Linked DNA regions of Sus scrofa: region 2 is linked to region 1. The links are chromatin contacts, called in public Hi-C maps. All regions are on one chromosome and are shown on one strand. The core of a region is the stretch at or near the end of the contact, and the rest is flanking DNA. Distances in the headings are between cores, read along the strand shown. Region 1 overlaps CERS5 (ceramide synthase 5). Region 2 overlaps LARP4 (la-related protein 4).

Evidence for each region. A called contact is a pair of places that touch in the nucleus more often than the background predicts.
Region 2: a contact with region 1 is called in a Hi-C map of liver, with 2.3 times the contacts expected there. The contact joins two enhancer-like sites. A contact is called at or near these places in 3 of 47 Hi-C or Micro-C datasets (embryonic fibroblasts and liver) and 1 of 2 datasets of contacts at active chromatin or transcription factors (alveolar macrophages).

Annotation. Positions count from the first base shown.
Region 1 is chr5:16,056,435-16,059,858 of Sscrofa11.1, reverse strand. The region is part of intron 1 of CERS5 (ceramide synthase 5); the gene reads left to right. Among named protein-coding and RNA genes, the nearest start is that of CERS5, 12 kb to the left of the region's middle. Within about 2 kb of position 1,333, at least 5 of the 83 cell types and tissues checked have an H3K27ac peak or open chromatin away from gene starts, as enhancers often do. A contact at or near this core is called in liver, where this site is marked.
Region 2 is chr5:16,228,222-16,231,875 of Sscrofa11.1, reverse strand. All of the region lies in intron 2 of LARP4 (la-related protein 4), which reads right to left. Among named protein-coding and RNA genes, the nearest start is that of FAM186A, 51 kb to the left of the region's middle. Within about 2 kb of position 2,160, at least 6 of the 83 cell types and tissues checked have an H3K27ac peak or open chromatin away from gene starts, as enhancers often do. A contact at or near this core is called in liver, where this site is marked.

The DNA of each region.
Region 1 (3,424 bases), core at 84-2,583:
GCCAAAACCAATCACACAGTTAATCTCATCATAACTATCTTATAAAAAATTCCAGAAGTATTGGGACATTGTCAAGCTCAAAGGCAGATATAAGGTCTCTAAAATTCTTTTTTGTGTGTGTCTGCAACCTACACCACAGCTCACAGCAATGCTGGATCCTTAACCCACTGAGTGAGGGCAGTGATCAAACCTGCGTCCTCATGGATACTAGTTGGGTTCGTTACCGCTGAGCCACAGTGGGAACTCCTAGGTCTCTAAAATTCTAGCATTCATGTGAAAGCTTGAATTTTATCAATGGCAAGAATGTTTGTTTTTTTGAAATGACAGGCTTATTTCATTTTAAAGAAATGTTTCTTAATAATCCAGTTTCTGAATAACCATGATTTGTCAGTCATTCTCTGGGGTAAAAATGGTGTTCTTTGAAAAAAGTGATTTAGTCTAGCATACAGCTCAGTCAAACAAGTGCATTTCCTTGACACAACCATATCCTTTGGTATATGCAGTAGAAGTACTTTCTGTGTACTTCGCATTTTATCACAGAATACTTTTTAAAAATGTAATCAAGAGTTGGAATTTAATAAAATTAATCATTTATATTGCTTCATCAAGGACATTCTTTAGTACTAGAAACTGGCTTTTGTTTTGTTTTGTTTTGTTTTTGGCCACAAGGCCTGTGAAATTCCAGCGCCAGGAATGGAAACCGAGCCACAGCAGTGACAAGGCCAGATCCTTAACCTGTTGAGCCACTGGGGAACTCCTTTATTATTATTATTATTTAAACTAAGAGGATATAGCAAGGAAGAAGAGAATAATCACTATAAAACTGCCCTGATTTGTGCTCAGGGGCCATAAGTGTACCCACCATTGTTTTGCACCATCACTGCAAGTGTCAAAACCATAACAAAAGCAGATAGTGTCTTAATATTATAAAAATAGTTTTGACTTTATGGGCTCCCAGAGAATATCTCAGGGATGGTCTGGGGTCTGTGGACCATACTTTGAGACCCTCTGCTGTAGTTGAATGAGATCACCCAGGGTGAATGTGTAGAGTAAGGTAAGAATCTGCATAGAACTCTGAGGAAACACTATGTTTTAGGAGAAGACAGAGGAAAAAGAAACCCGAAAGAAGATAAAAGATATGACAGCTGTACAGTATTTGATAATGCCAGTAATTTGCATTTAATAAGTACTTTGTCCCAGGAACTTCTCTAAGTAATAAACATTGACTCCTCATGGTAACTCGATGAAGTAGGGAGATACTATTGTCACTCTCATTTTGCAGATGAGGAAACTGAAACAAGGAGAAAGTAACTTGTCCAAGGTGACTCAACCAGCAGTGCATACCAACAAGTCTAGTTGTACTGCCAGAGAGCTAGGGCGAGAAAAGTAGGAAGAGTGTGACATAAAGGGAACTAAGAGAAAAAAGCATTTCAAGGGGGGATCCTGCTCAATAATGTCAGATGGCACTGAGTGGTCAGGTAAGATACCAGCCTGGAGAGCATCCACCAGATTTCACAATAAGGAAATCATTAACAACTTTGGCAAAAGCATCTTTGGTGGAGTTGGGGACTGAAGCCAGAGAGAGGAGGGTTGAGGAATGAGTGGGCGTTAGAAAAGAAGTCATGAGGAGAGAACTTTTCTCAAGAACATTCGTTGTGAGTTAGGTGAGAGCCAGAGGATGTGAGGGACAGGAAGAGCTGTTTTCCGATGGGAAAACTTGGCATGTTTAAGGTCTGATAAGTAGAGAACGAAACTGAAGATAATAGAAAAAAAAGAAAGAGGGAGTTCTCAGGTGATCTAGTGGTTAGGACTCAGCACTTTCATCTCTGCAGCTCAGGTTCAATTCCTGGTCTGGGAACTGAGATACCATATCAAGCCTCTGTAATGCCATGTCCAAAAAAAAGCAATAAAGGATATTGGTTTTAGGTGGAGTGGTTCTGGCAGAAAGTTGAAGGCATTCCTTTCTCTTCTTAGTCAAGATTCTCGAGAGTCTTAGCATTTCCACTTCTTTCTTGTGCAGGGTTTCTGTAGTGTAATTGTTATCATGTTTCCCAAACACTTCTTCCTCCTCCTCACATCTTTCACTGCTGTAACTCACTACTATCTTTTAGAGTCTCTATTTTATCGGCATTATTTTGGTGACGTTTACCACTGATCTCCGAACTGTCAAATCCAGTGGATACTGAAATCCTTGTCTTTTTTTTTTTTTTTTTTTTTTTTTTTTAATCTCTGCCTCATGTGATAGGACTTGACCTCTAGCCTTCTTGGTCCTTAAATTCACCTTTTATGTTGATGTTTCCCAGTATTCTGACCTTGGCTCTCTGTTCCGTTTATATTCCTTCCTTTCTTCCTTCCTTTCTTTCTTTTTTTTGCTTTTTAGGGCCGCACTCGCGGCCTCTGGAGGTTCCCAGGCTAGGAGTTGAATCAGAGCTGCAGCCGCTGGCCTACACCACAGCCACAGCAACACCAGATCCGACCAGCATCTGCGATCTACACCACAGCTCACGGCAATACCAGATCCTTAACCCACTGAGCGAGGCCAGGGATCAAAGCCGCATCCTCATGGATACTAGTTGGGTTCGTTAACCGCTGAGCCACAACGGGAACTCCTGTATTCCTTTCTTATGCAGTCACGTCCACCCTCAATTTTAGCTCCCACCTGTATTCTTGTTCTCTCTCTCTCTTCTTTCTTTCTCGTGTCATCGTCATCGTGTATGTGTATCTTAAGCCCCTTTTCCAAGTTTTTTTGCCTGCTAAACTGTTGCATTTCAATGTTCCGTACGTACTTCAAATTGAGCATGTACACAACTCATCATCACTCTCAAATTTTCTTTTCTTATCTGAGTTTCTCCTTGGTTGAAGCACCATAATCAACTTAGTTTCCCAAAGCCGAAAACATGGAACACTTGACTCTTCCTTCTCTTTTGCCTCCCACATCTATGCCGTCACCAGGTTTTATCAATTTTACCTTCTCAGCTCTCAGCATCTCTCTCCCTTTTTTTTTTCACAAGAAAACAAGTCTACACTTTTTATTTATTTACTTCTCAATAAGTACAACATCATGTGGATTGTGTCCAGTGGCCTTAGAGGGAAAGTTGCTTCAGAATTTGGCACAGACCATGTCATTGCGTGCCCTTGTTTCCATGAGCAAGAGTTACCTTTCCCTAGGTTACCCTGGTTTTGTTAGATTTTCCACCAGGAGTTACTGTGTCATTCTTTGCTTTGTACACATAAGCACATCTTTTCCCTAGATTTCAGTTTCATCTTGAGCATAAACACCCTCAATTTTAACAAGAGCTGTGTGCTCCCTCTGCTTCCAGAGACCCCACTTATAGCCAGCAAAAATGGCCTTGGACCACAGCCTGCCAGACGTATTTGTTGTTTTAGAAGTCCTGTTCCCTGCAGGCCTCCACGGGCTCCAAGA
Region 2 (3,654 bases), core at 911-3,410, 170 kb before region 1:
CTCCATTTCATAGATAGCTTCAATGATTAGATAGTCTACTGACCTAACAACTCACTTCTTCCTCATGCTAAATCCTACAAACTTAGGGAGGCTCTTACTTCCAGTTTACTGCTTGGAAGGATTCAGAATCAAGGCACTTTAAGATTTTTTTTTTTTTTTAGTGTAATGTATATACATTCAACCTCTTTAGGATATAGTTCTGAGTCCTGACGAATACATCCCACTAATCTATTTGCAGTCCCTATAGTTTTCCCTTTTCCATAATGTCATATAAATGAAAGTATGTAGTATGTAACTTTTTTTGCTTTTTAGGGCTGCACCTGAAGCATATGGAAGTTCCCAGGCTAGGGGTCAAATAGAGCTACAGCTGATGGCCTATGCCACAATCACAGCAACACCAGATCAGAGTCATGTCTGCAACCTACACCACAGCTCATGGCAACACTGGATCCTTAACCCAGGATTGAAGAGTGAGGCCAGGCATTGAACCTGCATCCTCATGGATAGTAGCTGGGTTCAGAATCTGCTGAGCCACAATGGGAACTCCTAGTATGTAACTTCTGAATATGGCTTTTTCCACTTGGCATAATTCATGTGAGATTCACCCATGCCGCGTTGTGTGTATCAGTAATTCATTTCTTATTACTTACTGACTAGTATTATTCTATCGTATGGCTGTACTATATTTGTTTTACTCATTCACCAGGTCAGGGACAGACATTTGAGGTGTTTCCAATTTTTGGCAATTATAAATAAAACTGCCATTAAAATTCATATACAGGTTTGGAGAGTAAAGGTAAATTTTCATTACTCTTAGAAAAGTACCCAGGAATAGGATTGCTGGTTTGTACGATAAGTGTATGTTTACTTTATAAGAAATGGCTAAGCTATTTTCCAAAGTGACTGTACATCCATTTACAGTTACGCAGTAGGGCTAATTCTTACCCTGCCTTTAGACGAAACTTAGATGGTTCCATAACATTTACGGTAACTTTAGTAATATAAAGTTTAGTAATTTAAGCTTTTTATTAATATAAGTTTAGTAATATAAATTTATCTGGTCAGTAATTAAAATGTCCAGTACCATGTAAAATAAAGCCTTAATTTTGTTTTCAAGTTCTCCTCTCTTTCAGCTTAGATTATTGTAACTTACAGTCAGGGACGCAGGAAGCAGGACATGAACAGCTTCTTTTATGGCTTAATTTTTTTTTTATTTTTTATTTTTTGTCTTTTTAGGGTCGCACCCATGGCATATAGTTCCCAGGCTAGGGGTCAGACTGGAGCTACTGCTGCTGGCCTATGCCTCAGCCACAGCAACCTGTCTGTGACCTACACCACAGCTCACTGAAACACTGGATCCCCAACTCACTGAGGGAGGCCAGGGATCAAACCCTCATTGTCATGAATACTAGTCAGATTTGTTTTCCACTGGGCCACAGTGGGAACTCCCTGGCTTTCTTTTGTTCCTACTTTTCCAGCTTGTTAGTATTGGACCTCTTATGGGTAGAGCTCTGAAAAAGGAGAGGGAAGAGAAAGAGCAAGTTCTCATTGACTACTACCGTTGCATCTTTTTTTTTTTTTTTTTTTTTTTTTTGTCTTTTTGTCTTTTTGTTGTTGTTGTTGTTGCTATTTCTTGGGCCGCTCCCGCGGCATATGGAGGTTCCCAGGCTAGGGGTTGAATCGGAGCTGTAGCCACCAGCCTACGCCAGAGCCACAGCAACGCGGGATCCGAGCCGCGTCTGCAACCTATACCACAGCTCACGGCAACGCCGGATCGTTAACCCACTGAGCAAGGGCAGGGACCGAACCCTAAACCTCATGGTTCCTAGTCGGATTCGTTAACCACTGCGCCACGACGGGAACTCCCTACCGTTGCATCTTCTAACATCATTGACTCCTGAATGCGACAGATTTTTAGAGCTAACTCTTTCACGGGGTACTTGGTGAGCTGGCAGTCATCATCTCTGGAGATCACTCATCTGCAGATTTTTTTTTTTTTTTTTGCTTTTTTCTTTAGGGCCATACCCTCCGCATATGGAAGTTCTCAGGTAATGGGGCAAATCAGAGCTACAGCTGATGGCCTACACCATAGCTACAGCAACGCGGGATCTTAGCCAGGTTTGTGACCTACACCACAGGTCACGGTAACACTGGATCTTTAACCCACTGAGCAAGGTCAGGGATCAGACCCGCTTCCTCATGAACACTAGTTGGATTCCTTTCCACAGAGCCACGATGGGAAGTCCTCATCTGCAGATTTCTTGATCGTGGCAGATACATTTCTAATCCAACTAGTTGTTTGCATTTGTGATACCTCCAACTTCTCTCTGCCGAGGTATGTTTGCATATTTGGGCAGCTCTTCTGCACAGAATTCATGACAGCCCTATGCTAGCTCTCTTGGGTATATGTGTATGTGTGGCCTTCATCTAATCTCTAGGAAACACTTGAGCCTTCTTTGTCCAGATAAACTCTAAGGCTGAAGGCTTATCCCAATGTAGCAGCAGCTTTTTCTTTGCTTCTGTCACTAGAGCAGGTAGCCAATTAATCATCTGCCTTAATTTTTTTGTGTTTGTTTTTTGTTTGTTTTTTAGTTTGTTTTTAGGTGTAGAATCAGGCCCCTGTCTATTGGGCCTCCAAACTAAAGGCTTGTGTTAAGTTCTTAGAGTGAAGGAAGGGTAGAAGCACACTCAAAATCCTCTTTTCCTTGACCATTTTGTACTCTCAGAGTGAGTAAGAAGATTGAGTCAATAACTTTGTAAATCCTAGTCCAGCACTTTCCTTTGGAATTTGTTATCCATTGTTAAGGTTGCCAGAATTAGCAAATAAAAATATAGGACACCTAGTTAAATTTTAATTTCAAATAAAAGGCAAGTGATTTAGTACAAGTATGGTACATGTAATTTTATACTAAAAAAATTATTCATTGTTTATCTAAAGTTCATATTTAACTAGGCACCATATTTAATCTGGCAACCCTTTTATTGTGCTTTGCCAGGACTTTTTTTTTTTTTTTTTTTTTTTGCCATTTCTTGGGCCGCTCCCGCGGCACATGGGAGGTTCCCAGGCTAGGGGTCTAACTGGAGCTGTAGCCACCAGCCTACCCCAGAGCCACAGCAACTTGGGATCCGAGCTGCGTCTGTGACCTACACCGCAGCTCACGGCAACGCCGGATCCTTAACCCACTGAGCAAGGGCAGGGATTGAGCCCACAACCTCATGGTTCCTAGTCGGATTCGTTAACCACTGCGCCACGACGGGAACTCCCCAGGACTGTTTCTTTTTTTTTTTTTTTTTTTTTTGTCTTTTGTCTTTTTAGGGCTGCACCCACGGCATATGGAGGTTCCCAGGCTAGGGGTCAAACGGAGCTGTAGATGCAGGCCTGCATCACAGCCGCAGCCACAGCCACGCAGGATCTGAGCCACATCTGCAACCTACACCGCAGCTCATGGCAGTGCTGGATCCTTAACCTACTGATCGAGGCCAGGGATCAAACTTGCATCCTCTTGGGTACTAGTCGGGTCATTACCACTGAGCCACAACGGGAACTCCAGAGTTTCCATTTTTACATGCTGTTAAATACAAGATATGTACTAGGAGCTTCTAACTTGTATAGTTAGATGTTTAAAAACTTTCAGAACAGGAGATGCTGAAAAC